2 separate regions of the Mus musculus genome follow, and region 2 is linked to region 1. A link is a contact called in public promoter capture Hi-C data. All regions are on one chromosome and are shown on one strand. The core of a region is the stretch at or near the end of the contact, and the rest is flanking DNA. Distances in the headings are between cores, read along the strand shown.

Evidence for each region. Promoter capture Hi-C pulls out the DNA fragments that hold promoters and counts their contacts.
Region 2: a contact with region 1 is called in a promoter capture Hi-C map of hippocampal neurons, with 2.3 times the contacts expected there.

The regions. Positions count from the first base shown.
Region 1 is chr19:28,831,603-28,839,192 of GRCm38.p6, forward strand. It overlaps Slc1a1 (solute carrier family 1 (neuronal/epithelial high affinity glutamate transporter, system Xag), member 1), which reads left to right and starts at 3,533. Exons shown (of 12, transcript NM_009199.3): 1 at 3,533-3,730. The coding sequence starts at 3,640. The region is part of intron 2 of Gm52404 (a long non-coding RNA gene); the gene reads right to left.
Region 2 is chr19:29,098,584-29,106,173 of GRCm38.p6, forward strand. Rcl1 (RNA terminal phosphate cyclase-like 1) reads left to right here and starts at 2,792. Exons shown (of 9, transcript NM_021525.2): 1 at 2,792-3,057. The coding sequence starts at 2,922.

The sequences.
Region 1 (7,590 bases), core at 2,283-4,782:
AGCACTACCACAAGCTCTGCTGTTGTTTTTCAACACAGATATGATGTGTCTGTCAACAACTAAATAGCTATGTGTGTGCCCACAGGTTAGTGCTGTCATCAGCTCTGCTCAGAAAAGCTCCCTACAACAGTCTTTAGTGAAGACAGAAACTCAACACTGGTCAAGAAGTTCTGATAAACTACATCAAAAATTACATACTCATCTTCAAGAAAGAAAATCATAGTGTTTTCTAGCTGGATGGATGATAGATAATAGTGGGTAGATGATGTTGGTGGACAGATATATGATAGGTAGATAGGTAGAGATGGCATTATCTAGCTAGCTGGATGGATGATAGCTAGATGATACTGAGTAGATAGATAGATGATAGATATAGATAGATAGATAGATGATAGATAGATAGATAGATAGATAGATAGATAGATAGATAATGATGAAGATAGATGAAGGATAGATAGATAATGATGAAGATAGATGATGGATAGATAGATAGATAGATAGATAGATAGATAGACAGACAGACTGGTAGATAGATATGATGATAGGTAGATAGACAGACAGACAGACAGATGTCATGCACAGCTACTACCTTATATGGTGTCTTGAGAAAAGGAAGCAGAAGCTAAGGAAGGTTAGGTAAATTGCTCAAAGTCACACATCTTGTATGAAGCAACTGCAAACGTTTAGTTTTTCTCTCCTATGTGCTGGTTTGTCTATGCTTGATAAAATGTATTTGTTCTTCAGTTTTTCCCAGTAAGCAATAAAGCCCGTTGAAGCACAGATTTCAAGGGCGTGTAAGAATAATAAACTTATTTCAGCCAATTCAGCTTTGTAAGAACACTGAAGAGTTCCCGTGGCAGTTAATGTCTCTGGTTTGTAATGCCAAACTCGAGATCAGAAGATAAAGAAGAGCCCAAGTCCAAGAGCATCTGGTACACCCGAAGTGTCCTCAGGGTTTACAGCCACTGTCACCAGAGGCTACCTGAGAAACTGATGGTCACTGGTGTGCCTGTGGCCTCCTCTATCACAGCTGCGTGAAACCATGGAACCATTTCTGCCTTAGGAGGGTGAACTGCAGCCATCAAATCACCCCAAAAAGGCTAGCCAGAAAGAGTTGGCCTTTGGTTTCTGGGTGTCTTTTTCATTTCAGATCAGGCTGTCACCTGCTGCTTAACAGTGTATGACAAAGTCAAAGTCTCTTTCCTTTAATCACTAACTAGATATCTCCGTGAGCCAACAGTAAAAGGGAAACGGTAACAATAAGGAACACCAGTTTCTTAGAAGAAGGAGGAGGGAACCATTGCATGAGAGAAACTTACTGATGGAAATCAACCTAAAGTTTCTCTGGATAAAGTCTGAAAGACTTAGGAGTAAAAGGAAGGTGTTCACATTTATTGTGGAAAAACAGCTCTAGCACTTCTTTCTCCTTGATTTCAGGTTCTAATGGCAGGAAAGTGAATTTTATCTTCCAGGCATGGGTGTGTTGCATTCAGGGGAAATGGCTCTCAACTACCATTCCATCTGACAACATTTGTGTCCATGGAGATACAAAGGTAGAAGATAGGAAAGATACATAGATTAGATGGGGAGAGAGCACACACACATGCATTAGGGGACTTCAACTTTGCAGGGTATTGCGTGTCCCCACCATTTCTTTGTTGGTTTAGGCTGAGAAATCCCAATGAAGTATGAGACGTCAGCCATAGCAACGGTGAATTTAGGAGTTTACTCCCCTGCTCTCATAAAATGGATGTTGAGCATAGCTCATTAAGGCCTCAAGTGTCATCTGCAAGTGGAGAGGATGAACCCTTAAGGAAACCCACCCCCAAAAAAACCCCAAAAAACTTTGAGTCAAGCAAACCAGTGACTGGAGCAACTTCTCATTAGAGCTCTGGGTGCCTCCCCCCGCCCTCAACATTCCCATATAGGAGGAATTAGTTCAATGACCAGACACGGAGGTGGGCTTCTCACTTCAATCCCTCCTCCTCCTCTGTCCTGTAGAGTGAATCTTTTTCTTTCTTTCTTTCTTTTTTTTAGAAAGCTTTCTTTCTTTCTTTCTTTCTTTCTTTCTTTCTTTCTTTCTTTCTTTCTTTCTTTCTTTCTTTCTTTCTTTCTTATGAGTACTCTGCTGCTGTCTTCAGACACACCAGAAGAGGGCATTGGATCTCATTACAGATGGTTGTGAGTCACCATGTGGTTGCTGGGAATTGAACTCAGGACCTCTGGAAGAGCAGTCAGTGCTCTTACCCGCTGAGCCATCTCTCCAGTCTTTTCCTTGATAGTTTGCCCTCTTCGGGAATTTTTATTCCCAGCTCTTCCCCCAAGAAACCAGTAATCTCGAGGGAGTTTCCTCTCTCCTGATTTTTTTCTTTTTTTCTTTTGAGAATTTAACACCTGGAAAGGAGGTGAGATCATTCATAGTATAGTGTGCATGGTTAATAATGCTTAATCCATTGTCTTTTGAAGGGTTTTTAAAAATCACTCTGAACCAAAAGAATGAGGCTTTAATTGGGGGATTCTAGTGGTCGAGTAATCTGGTCAAGGAGAGTCCCCTGACAGCCAACTAAAGAGTAAACCCCAGAATGCAAAAAGGGCACAGGGCTCACTTAGTTAGTGATATGCTAAGGAGATAAGAGTCTGTTTAAAACCTGGCGTGGTGGCACACGCCTTTAATCCCAGCACTCAGGAGGCAGAGGAAGGCGGATTTCTGAGTTCGAGGCCAGGCTGGTCTACAAAGTGAGCTCCAGGATAGCCAGGGCTATACAGAGAAATCCTGTCTCAAAAAACCAAAAAAAAAAAAAAAAAAAAAAAAAAAAAAGGAGTCTGCTTAAGTAAGAGTAAAACCAGAATAAGAAATTCAGGTAGCAAAGTGTGTGACCACACTAACCCAGATTCTCCCAACTACACCCTGTAAGGTATTTGGCCTTGGGGATAGAATAGGCCCGCCCACCTTCCCACACCAGCAGGCCTTAATTACCCAGTAATGGCCACAAGGCGAGTCCCTAGGGGTGCATTTGTTAAGTTGTGCAAGAGATGACCACGCCCACGCGCAAGGTGTACAACCAAGCCTTGGTCCGGGCAGATCCTGTCTGACCCTCGAGTCAGAGAATAATCCCGCAGGGAATATCAGAGAATTAAATAGTCCCGCAGGTAATATCAGAGATCACGTGGGGAAAAAAAACCCCAAAGCTGCTGACAGTGCGTCACCCCAAAGCTGCTCTGACAGTGTGTCCCTTCTTGTGGCTCTGAAGCCTGAGGCCCAAGGCAGAAACGCGTCCCATATCAAATCCCTTCGCACTGGGCTAGGGCTGTGCGTCCCCAAGGAGACTGGTGAGGATCGTAGTGGGTCAGAAGCTCCTCGGTGGGACACCTCCACCGGGAGCCCAAGGGGACTTGATCGCCCCACGCGCACCATCCCGCCGGGACGCTCCGCCCTCCGTCTCGCTGGTTGGCCCGGTCGCTGCAGCGAGCGGCGGCGGGAGGAGCCAGGCGCGCCCGCCACGCAAAACCACCGTGCTCGGTCCCCAGCGGCAGTGGCAGCGCTGACAGCGGCCGGTGCGCGTTGTCTCCACTGTGCCCTGCATCCCGCATCTCGCATCGGCCAGGCTACCCGACTCATCGCAAACGTCAGTGCTCACCATGGGGAAGCCCACGAGCTCGGGATGTGACTGGCGCCGCTTCCTACGGAATCACTGGCTGCTGCTCTCCACCGTGGCCGCCGTGGTACTAGGTGAGTCGCGCGCGGGGGCACCAGGCGCGTGCCCGAGGCCAGGCCGCGTGCGGGACCGGGTGGGCTCGGCGTGGCACGCGCTGCCCGCATTCCCCGGTACTGGGCCCCCAAGCTCCAGATCAACCAGAGCGCTTTGGTGTCACCCGGGGGAAACAATGTTCTTAACCCCCTCCCTCCCCCATACTGGTGCTCCACGGGCTGCTGTCTCTGCTTTCTCCAAAATGATCAGAGGGCGCGTGAAAGGTGGGCAGGGGTCCTTTGAAAACAAGCGGGGTTAAATGGGGTTTAATTTGATCTTCATCCTTAACTGTTCCCACCACTTGCACACACCACCATCACCACCACCACCATCACCTTCGTGCCCAACCGCGACTGTATGAATTACTGTTCTCTGTCAGATTTAAAGAGACATCTGAGCCCGCGGAATGGTGGAGACCTTGGGAATGTTGGAGCAGAGGGTAGATACCTTCTTAGAGGGTACCTCTCCAGTCAGATTCATGCCTCATTTCTGAGCCAGCAGTTGTGGTTCACTGAGGCCACAGGGAACCAGCGCTGAGAGAACCCAACCCCCTTCTTCCTCCTGGGCAAGCTGCTCACCACGTTTTTCTATCGAAAATAATATAAGCTGCTTTTATTTGTTTTCACACTTGGGTGTATTTAAGTGGCCCATGCCTGACATACCGCTGAGCCAGGACTAGGTGGATGTCCGGGCCATTGCTCAGAGATTTGAGTTACTTGTGTTTAGAATCTCATTTTCTGGCCAGGTTGTCTGTATAACCTAAACTTGGCAATGTGCTGTAGGGTGGGAACCCTGTGGGTCTTCACACCCCAGGTGGGGCCATCCAGCAGGTAAGGACAGGTGCACCTTGAGAGAAAGTGGATTCCTAGCCAGGCTCCACCCTCTATCTGGAAGTTACAGCTGCCTCTGCTGGAAAGGGGACGATGGGGCAGCCCCTTCTCCCTGGGCACTGCACCTTGCTCCTGAGTCTGGGAATGCTTGGTGTTGCCTGCTCCTGTCCAAGGTCTTCCCCGCCAAAAATAAAATGCCTTTGGAAGTTAATGGAATCCTTGGGGTCACATGGGTTCCTCCAGAACCTTATGCAAAGGGAAGTCAGGCTTCCAGTAAATAAATAACATCCTGAATCGCATTAACAGAGGATGTTGGTGGGAGGAGAGGAGTGCAAAAGAACCCACTAGTGTCCACTTTCCCAGTGCCAAGTGGTTTAGGGCGTTTTGGGGAAAGGTTTATCACTACATTTAAAGAACAGCTCCTACCAAGGGACTGAATGGATCAGAAGACATAGCCTTGCTTGTTTTCCCAATGATGAAGACAGAATTTATTTTTAAATCTGTTTTGAAAGCCTTGGAGGTGAGCAAAGCTTGTGGCTCCTTCCCAGTTCTGTGTGTCTGAAGCCCTGGGCACTGCAGAGATCCCACTAGGTCACCAAGTGCTTGCCACCAGCAGTTGGCATGAGTGTGGGTGCCCCACAGTTCACATACCAGTTCACTAGAGCCTGCTCCAGAAAGGAAGCCTACCGGTTAGTTGCTCATTGGCCTTTGGACCAGTTGAATAAGCAAAGTCCTCAGGCCAAGAAAGGGTTTGTTTCCTCTTATTTTGCAGGCATGACCTGTGGTCTCGAGTGGACCTGGTTTTAGTGTAGGTGAACCACAGGAACTTGATTCTGGAATTTAGTTTTGAGCCCATAAATTCGCCATGTAAAATTGCAAGTGCCCTGCTGAGGTCTTACAGGCAGTCAGTCCCTTGCTCTTCTCCACTCTGGTATGAGAAACCTCCTGCTTAGAATACCATCGGGGTGCTCGAGCAGACACTTGCTGGGGTCCTCCTCCCTGCTACTCCGAGAACCTTTGCTCTGAATGAAAACTCGAACCTCCCATTGCTCAGACGACACTGGCCGGCCTGGTTAACAAGCAATGGGATCCAAACCCCTGGTCCTAGGTATCTGTTAGCCCTTACTGCGTTACGATGGTCAGCTGTTCTGCAGCTGCCAGAACTGAGCAAGCAAAATTACCAGAGCTCTCACAAAGCCTTCTTTTGGGAGGGTTTTTTTTTTTTGCATGTAGACATTAAAAAAGAAACAAAACAAAACAAAACAAAAATGTTAAACGCTGTTAGTTCCTTAGTGAAATCTTCTGAGTATATGAGTATATCTATGGAAATATTTGGCCCCCAAGATAAGTCAGCAGCTATGACTCTGCAAAATATTTTGGTCAGTGAAACTAAGAGCAAAGTCCCCCTGCCACACACAGACACAGACACACAGACACAAACAGAGAGAGAGAGAGAGAGAGAGAGAGAGAGAGGGTGGTACAAGCCAAGCCTGTATGTAGAAGCAGGAAGATCAAGAGTTCAAGGTCAGCCTCAACTACATAGTGAGTTTGAGACTAGTCTGAGCTATATGAGACGGTTTCAGAAAATGTGTGTGTATGTTTTGCTTAAAGCCTCTGAGTTTCTGAGATACAGCTTGTGAGGGAAAGTACAATTAAAGATCACTTTCATTAGATGTGTGCCGTTAACTTGGATTTTAATGGCCAAGGAGAGATGCGTTGAGATAAATGTTTGACAAATCCTTATTTGCCAGATTGGAATTAAGTAGATGACTGTTTTTGATAATTTCTGTGAAACCCTACAAAATTCTGAAAATAATATTTTTGCCTGAGAGGATCGTTTTAATTGAGTTCACCGTAACTCTTAAAAACATTCCTGGACCCCATAGTGCAGGAGAATAAGCACAGAGCCTAGTCAGGAGCCCTGGACTTGAGTCTGGGTGCTGCTATCTAGATAGGAACATTGCTTAGTCTCAGGGGCCTTCAGCTCCTTCTTAAAAAACTGAGGACATTTGTGACCAGAGTTGATTTAAGATAACGTGGAAATACCCAGTTTGTGGCTGGCATACAATAGGCATCCAGCAAATGCTACATTGGAGAAAATACGAACTTAAATAGGAGAGAATAAATATTTTCTTTAGGAGTGGAGTCTCTTCTCTGCCTGCTGTCCGTGGTAACCCAAGGGTTTCGATGGCATGCTTCATTATCAAGGTCAATACCAGTCTCTGTAATATTTTCCACTTTAGAAGAGAGAGCAGGAGGAGCTGATGACTTTGTTTTAGATCCCGGGCTGGTTCTCAACTCGCAGACAGTCAGCAGGAAGAAATGCTGTGTTCCTAGTGGGAATGATGTCCAAGCAGAATTCCTATGTGTGAGAATTGAGCTATAAACATGGAGTAGGTTATGATGTCGGGGAGAGGCTTGTGGATTCCTCGTCGTACTCGCAGCAGGAAGCATCATTCCTCCTCCAGGCTATGTGTGGAGAGATCTACAATGCCCAGATTGGGGACTCAGAAAAGGCCACAGATATGGCTCGTATCATGGGGAGCTGTCAAACTTGTTCACTGCAGAGCAGTTCCTATGAAGCTCTGAGGAAGTGATCCTGTGTTGTTCAGACTCTGAGTTAGTTCCTCCAAGTTCAGAGTAACCCCCTTAGCCACTCTTGCATCTCCTGCCTTGGGTGGCTCTGGGGACTCCTGACAGTGGTCATTTGGAGGTGACCTTTGCTTTTTGTTGTTCCATTTTCTGACAAGTCTTTGACAGCCCCAAGGACAGGAATCTGCTGTGGCTCACGTGATTCCAGACTCAGCTCTTTGTCTCCCTGGCCTTGGTACAGCAGAATTCAAGAGTGAGTTCCTGCCTGCCTTAATGGGACACGCCTTTAATCCCAGCATTTAGGAGGCAGAGGCAGGTGGGTCTCTGTGAGGACAGCCTGGTCTACAGAGTGAGTTTGAGACCAGGTAGGAAACAAGTTGCACAGATATCTGGGGCATCCTGGCTTCTTGCATGCATAG
Region 2 (7,590 bases), core at 1,542-4,041, 270 kb after region 1:
GAAGGTCATTTACACAGAAGTGATGAAAGTCTATACAGAATCTGCCCAAACATAGTTTTGAGTAGTCATTGTAAGCACTTGAGGACATAGAAACTCATGGTTAAACTGGAGCACAATAGTTCCAGACTGAGTCGGATAAAACGAGCCCTGGGATCCCTGAAGACTAAGGAGGAAGGATGAGAAATGGCAGGAGGTGTGGTTTTTAAGAAGCTTTGTCTGTGTAGTAGGAAAAATTTATTTCTCCCAATGTCCTATGGCTTAGTCAAGTAGATTTTGGTCCTTATAAGTAGAGAAGTGTTACAGAAGCAATCACGGAGTGAGACACATTTCATTTACCATTTAGTTAGGCAGAAGGTCCTAGGAACAAATTAATAAATTGTACAGAATATAAACATAGGCGGCATTCTACAGAGCTGTGCTGTAAGCTTCTATTCACTTACAGTCCAACTTGTGAGCTATCTTGGTGTGAAGACAAAATAAGGTCCCATAGACAAGACTCTCAGTGTGGTACCTGCTGGCACTCACTCTGTAATATCATGCAAACATTTGTTGTGGGTTGCTAATTCGTTACTGCTCAGGGATGTGCAGTCGTAGCTATCTAAACTAAAACAGCAATGTCTGTACCACACTGAATGACTTTCAGTTACTTATTATTGTGTAACAAATCACCCAACCCCGTAGCTGGCACTAATTTGTGGCTATGCAATGTGGACAGGACTTGGTGAAACAGCTCATCTTTACCTCAGATGGCATTAGTGAAGGTGCTACCAAAGACCAGTCAGGGAGTCTAGGGGTGATGAGTGAAACTGTCTGCTGGCTTACTCGATACCCTGTCTGGCACTTGATTCTGGCTACTGGGCCAGTTAGCTCTCTTCTATGTGGCTTTTGCTGCATTCCAACTATGCTGAAGACGCTTCTCCCCTACCCCCGCATCCCCCAGAAGGTTTAGAAGTCTAAAAGAATAGCTTAGTAAATGGAGCTGTCATTGTGATTCTGCCATTTACTGTGTTGCTTACAACAAGCTCCCCCTCCCCCTTCTACATCTCAGTTCTCAGATTTTATAAGTCAGGACTTATTCTCAATTGCCCAGAAGACGCGGAGGCAAAAAATGAGAGTGGACATAATTTATTTGAGAGTTATTTCTAGCACGTATCAGAGAGAAGCTGGGAAGGGATACAGGGAAAGAAGCCAGGAGATGGTGCTTAACCAAGAGGATGCCACAGCCAGAAACTGGAGCTGAAAGGACACCCCAGAGTTACCTCCTGGATGTGCAAAGAGAGCCTGGGTATTTCCATGTCAGCCCAGGACAGTCATTGCCTGAAGACTAGGAGAATTGATACCTCAGTACTATTGGCCTGCAATTCCAGGTGGGTTTGAAAATCTAGAAGCAGAGGTGAGACGCTGATGGAATAAAACTCAGAAGGTCTCCATTGAAAGCAGTGAGCTCTGAACGGATGTGAGCATTCTTTATTGAATAATATCTTTTTTCTAAAGACTATTGAGTAATTAAACGAGATAGCATTAAAAAAGAAAATGAAAAATCCATTCCTGATGTGAAAGTACCCCTGGTGCTTTAGTATTCTTCACAACAACGTTTAGAGGAGAGCCTATGGGTCCTGGAGCTTTTCCAAAGAACGCTGCCTGTCAGATGCCGCTTAGCTGTGTAAAGGCAGTCTTAACAGAATGGCGTTGTGGTAAGTGGGTTAGCTGCCTCAGTGGATTTCAGGGCTGATCCGTAGACTCTTCTCTGATGGCCACTGATGCTCCTCGGGGTTTCCTTGGGACTCTCACTCGCTTAGGATGGCCCCCTTTTTTTTCTTTCTCCAGCTTCTACTCCATCCTTCACTGTGCTTTCTGGGACTTAAGGTCTGGGGTTACAGCCCGTGAATGGCTGGCTGTAAACCTAACACTAAGACCACTGCGTTCCTAAGTTGGTAGTCATTTGATTGTTTTTTTAATGGAGGCGTGAAACAGTACAATATTTAGAAAGGTTTTGTAGTGCAAGCTTGGATGACAGGACAGATGGAAAAGCAAGATCTCCACCCACCCATCCCCCGTGCATGCATGAGCATGTATGTCTTGAAGTTATTGCAACTGTCCATTTTGAGTCATGCGAGGTTACAGATATGTCTTGACACCAAACTCAAAGAATATGAACGAAGGGGCAGCTGAGAAAGGGACAAAGAGAGGCCCCTCATTACAAAATAAGCAGCGGTCTCTTGTCTAAAGGCTCGGGGTCCTAGTTCAGGCAGCCTCTGACAGCTTGGCAATTTCCCGGGAGTGAAAGATTGCAGGCTGCACCTCAGAGGATTTCGGCTCAGACCCAGACAAGGCGCCTACAACAGGGTAAGCGTGTCAATCCTGTTCTCTTCGGTGGCAGGAAAACGCGGGAGAGGCTAGCTAGCATCCTTGCCCGGGGCTGCCGTAGGTACGTTGCTAAGTACCACCAGCTGTGGGCACCCAGGCGGAGCCATTGCCTCCTTTATCGCATAGGCCGTGAAAGTCCGGCACAGACAGACAGACAGACCCCCAAGGCGTCTGGGCGCCGGGGTTTCCCCGCAGCACTAACTGGGTCCCTCCAGCCGCGCGCTGTTGCTGGGGCCCGGGCACCGCCCTCTTTCACTACCGGCCAATGGCAACGCGGCATGAGCACCGCCCAGCTACAGCGCAGACCAATGGCGACGCAGAGAGGGCAACACCCAGATCCCTCGTGGGCCAATGGTAGTGTGCCTCGGAGGCCGGGCCGCCCCAGCCAGGGGAGGAGGCGGGCGGGCGGCCGCTGGCTCCGCCCCGCTCCCCTCTGACCCGGTGTCTAGTCGCTCTGTCTTCCTGTTCTAAACCACGTGGACGCGTCGGGGGCTGCCTTGGTCCTGGTCGCGCTCCCGGGTCCCGGGTCCCGGGCCTCTGCGGACGGCGCGCACATGGCGACCCAGGCGCACTCACTCAGCTACGCGGGGTGTAACTTCTTGCGCCAGCGGCTGGTCCTGTCCACCCTGAGCGGGCGACCGGTCAAGATCCGCAGGATTCGCGCCAGGGACGACAACCCGGGCCTCCGAGGTGACTTGGGAGGGGGCGCGAGGAGGGAGGACCCGGGGTCGTAGCCCGGAGTGGCCACTGGGCGCGTGGGAGGGATGGTGGTCGGGCGACAGATCTGTCCGCGAGCTGCGCCACGCGTGGAAGGATGCCCTGTGGCTCCTGGGCACGGGTAGTAAACAGCTGCACGTTTTCCTGGCTAGCTTGTTGCTACGAATCGTAGGCATCGCCCACTCGCTTCCCTCTCTTGAGTCTCTTGCTTTCGCCATAAACCTCCCTGGAGAAAAACAAACAGTTTATTGGACCAACATCTAGTGATTGAGTGAGACATTAGAGAGAAAAGTACCACAGATTGGTTTCCCAATCTCATCCAAAGCAGGTCTCTGAAACCGCTGCCCCGCTTGGACACCAGTTTTTGTCGCCATTATTTATCTCCTCCCCCCCCCACCACACCCCCGCCCTATCTCTTCGGAAGTGTATTATAAAATTTTATTTTTAAACGATGCGCTTGTTTCTATTAGTCACCGATGTGCGCAGTAGCGAAGCTTTGTAATAGGGTTTTGTTTTGTTTTTCTTGAACCGGAGTCTCATGTTGCTCAGGTTGCCTTCAAACTATGTATGTAACTGAGGATGCCCTTCAAGTCCTGTTCCTTCTACCTCCCCACCTCCCGAGTGCTGGGATTACAGGTCTGCTCCTGAGCGCTCAACCAAGATAGTTTTTACGTCGTAGACGTAGTTGTCTTGGCTTAAGGAAAAGGAAGGCCAAACATTAAACTGCAGGCTTCAAAGGTCTTATTGATTTATCTGTCTCACAAAGGTAGATAGATAGGTTGAACCCATCATTTGAACCCGCGTCTTGTTAAATGGCTTTGGTTTGCAGCTGTTCCCCTAGAATTTAGGTGCGTGTTCAAAAGTGTCTCCAAGATCCCTTCTGATAAAGACAATTGAACCAATTAAAACCAAAAAGAGAAAAAAAAAAAAAACTATCAGTAGCCTGAAAGGGGGGGGGGGGTTGTAGTTCGTTCAGGAGACCTCCTGGGTCAGGCTGGTATGTTTATTTTTGCGAGGTTTTTTTTTTTTTTTTTCTTTTCTTACTAGAGGGCTAGATTATTTCATCATGTCTGAATTTTTTTTTAATAATTTCATTGCTACCACTGTAAACGTTTTGTGCATGGTGATGGAAATAGGTTAGGAAAGAAAAAAAAAACAGAAGGCTTGTTAAGGGAGTGAGTAAAGTCTGTCTTCCCTGTTGGAGAGAGCACTGGGCTTGGTGACACAGCCTTGTAATCCTAGCACTCTGTAGGCTGAGGCAGGAGGATCCCAAGTTCAAGGCCAGCTTGGGCCACACAGTGTGTCTCTGAGTTAGAGGTCAGCCTGGTCTACACTTGTGAGTTCTTTTTTTTTTTTTTTTGGTTTTGTTTTTTTGTTTTTTGTTTTTTTCTTTTTCGAGACAGGGTTTCTCTGTGTAGCCCTGGCTGTCCTGGAACTCACTTTGTAGACCAGGCTGGCCTCGAACTCAGAAATCCGCCTGCCTCTGCCTCCCGAGTGCTGGGATTAAAGGCGTGCGCCACCACCGGCTGGCTCACTTGTGAGTTCTAACCTAGCCAGAGCTGCATAGTCAGACCTTGTTTTGGGAAAAAAAAAAAACAAGACCGTTTAACAGAAACAAAACCTGAAAGCAAACAGTCAAAAACCTCAGAGTTTGAGGAGAGATGATGACTAAATTGGTTGTACTCCATTCTCTCAAATCTCTTACCCCCACTCCCTCTGCACCCCCAGTTTTAAATCTGGTCCTTGGGAGAGGTTATTGCTTGGGCTGCTGTGTTGTGTTTCCAACCCCAGATTAGCCTAGAGACCTTGCTTCTACTGTGACCACTGGGCACAAGGTTTTACTTTAATTAATTAATTAATTAGTTAATTAATTAATTAATTAATTAATTAATTAAGATTGCAAGTGCTTTAGCATGGAGACTTGGGCTTTCTTTCACAAATATGTTACCCATAAGATAGAATTCAGAGTTGACTTGATAGGTGCCTTCTAATACAGTATTTCAATGTTTCTAGGAACTCACATGTGGGTTCCTTTTTCTTTCAAAAGCAGGATCTTGCCCTTGGCATTTTTCTGAAAAGCTAGGGATTCCGGTACCTGGGGAGGCAGTACTAGCTGGGATTCTATGGGGTGCCACTGTAGAACATAGTTTGCTTTGCTCCATGTCTTAGGGTTCTGTTGGTGTGGAAAAACAGTCTGACCCTAGTCCATCTGGGGAGGGAAGGGTTTATTTCAATTTATAGTTGTAGTTGCTCAGGAAGGGAAATCAGGGTAGGAAGCTGCTGCTTATGGTCTTGCCCTTTTTGCTTTCTTATATTCTGCAGATCTACCTGCCCAGGGGGACATCATTCCATGGGCTTGCCCATACATAGGCCAATGTAATGTGTGTGTTTTCTGAATTGGAATTTCCTCTCCTCAGCTGACTCTGGTTTGTGTCAAGTTAACAGCAAAACCCAACTAACACACCTTCTCAAGGTACTAATGTCACAGAGACTGACACTTGAGGTTTTAGGGTCCACTGTTCGGTTACTTTCAGAGGGACCTCGATTCACATCTCAACTTTTAATTGGTAGACTTAACGTGCCCGAAAATACATACATAAGTTAAGTATGCAAAATATGCACATATACAGAAACACATGAATGTGGATTTGGGTTCATAGTTCAGTCCTCAGTAGCATGTTCCATCTCTGCCTGCCTCTTCCTGACTCAGGTAATGGAATGTGGAACAGATTCAGAGAATACCCCGTACAGTCCAGCTGGAGTGCAATTCCCATTCCCCCAAAGGCGCTTCCTTAAACCTCCCGAAGGGAGTGCGTGTGGAGGAGGCTGCCTCAGGGCCATTCAGAAGTTTATTGAGCCTCATATTGTGCAAGGCTTTGAGGAGGGGAGTCTAGGTAGACGTTGGTTGCATTTGCACTCCGGGAACTTGTCCTCTAAACAGGAAGAACTTGAGTGGAATAGCATGGTGAAGTGAGGAGAGTCTAATGTGGTAGAGGGACCCAGTGGACCCAGAGCAGAAAATAGCCTGGCAGATGTAGGAAAGGCATTCTGGATGTCCTTCTGTTGTGACACTGGGAATGGTGGCTGAGGGTCATTACAGGTGAATGCATTCTCTTAAGCTCCGCCCACTCCCTTTAACACTTTGTGTACGTGTCTGTGTACAAGAGCACCCCACAGTGCTCCCTCAGGCTGTCCTCTGATCTATGCATGCATCCAGTTGTATATACACACCCACCCTTACACATAAAAGAAATGTCAAAACAAAACTCATTTCTGAGCCTCGGGTTTTTCTGTTGGTAAAGTAGGGCCATGGAGTACCAGTGCCTGCCTTATGGGATTTCTATGAGGACTAAACTCAATCCGTAGATGTAATGAGCAGAAGGACAAAACACAAGCTGGTTTATTAAGATTCTACCCAGCACTGGGTAAAGTTGTGCTGTCTGGTGTCCCAAGTTTTTCCCTGCTGTCATTGGGAACTTTTAAATATTTAAATTATGTTGTCCTTTGAAGTTTCCCTTTTAAGTGCTGATTTCTACATATTTGCATATTATTGGTAGTTTCATCCCCTGGTATGTTGACAGTATTTAGAGACTTTTTTTTTAGATGCCACTGGGGGGAGTTGTCAAGTAAGGAGAGCCCAAGAAACTGTTAATACCCTATGGACCCCACTGTCAAGAATTTTATTTTGTATATTAGCAATAAGTCTATTTAGTGTCAGTACTGGTACTAAACAACTCTGTTCTAGTAGACTTTAATAACTAAAGCTTTTTTTTTTCACATAATTTTTTTTATTGATTCTTCGGGAATTTCACATCATTTGCCCCACTCACCCTCATTTCCCAGTCCTTCCATATCTGCCCTCTACCCTTGTCACCTCGCCTCCATGCCCCTGCAAAAGGCAAACAACAACAACATCTTATTGACCCCACTGAGCCCCTCTATCATCTCAGCGCAGCCTTCTGTAGCAGGCAGCTTTCCCCGTCTCCAGTTCTGCTGTGTACGTTATCAATTCGCTCCGCTGTGTTTCCTGCCTCTCCATCATGTATTTGTTCCTTGTAATGGCATTGGAAGCTGCAGTGTGTCTGTCCCACAGTACAGCCTTCTGCCCAAATAGCTTTACTTGCAAATACTCATTACATTGAGTCTTTGGTCTGGTTCAAAGCCTCTGGCATCTGCTACACCATTAATACTGGACCCTCACCAAGACTCCTCTGGGATATCTTGCTGTTGCCCTGAGTCATGGAGGTCCTGTAGGTTTGGATCTGCAGGACCCAGTCTTTCATGTGCTCCAGCAGCTCATAGATGGGGTAGATGTTAGGGTGGGCCAACTCAAAGTCCTGGATCTGGTCGTCCCACCAGCTCTCCCATGCTCAAACCACTGGGGCCAGCTCTTCTGCAGCGCCCCTGCAAAGGGTGGGCAAAGCTTTCCTTTATACTCCAGATTCTTAAGGATAGCAGCAGGTATTACTAAAACAGCACAAGGAGCTAGACATGGTAGTATAGGTT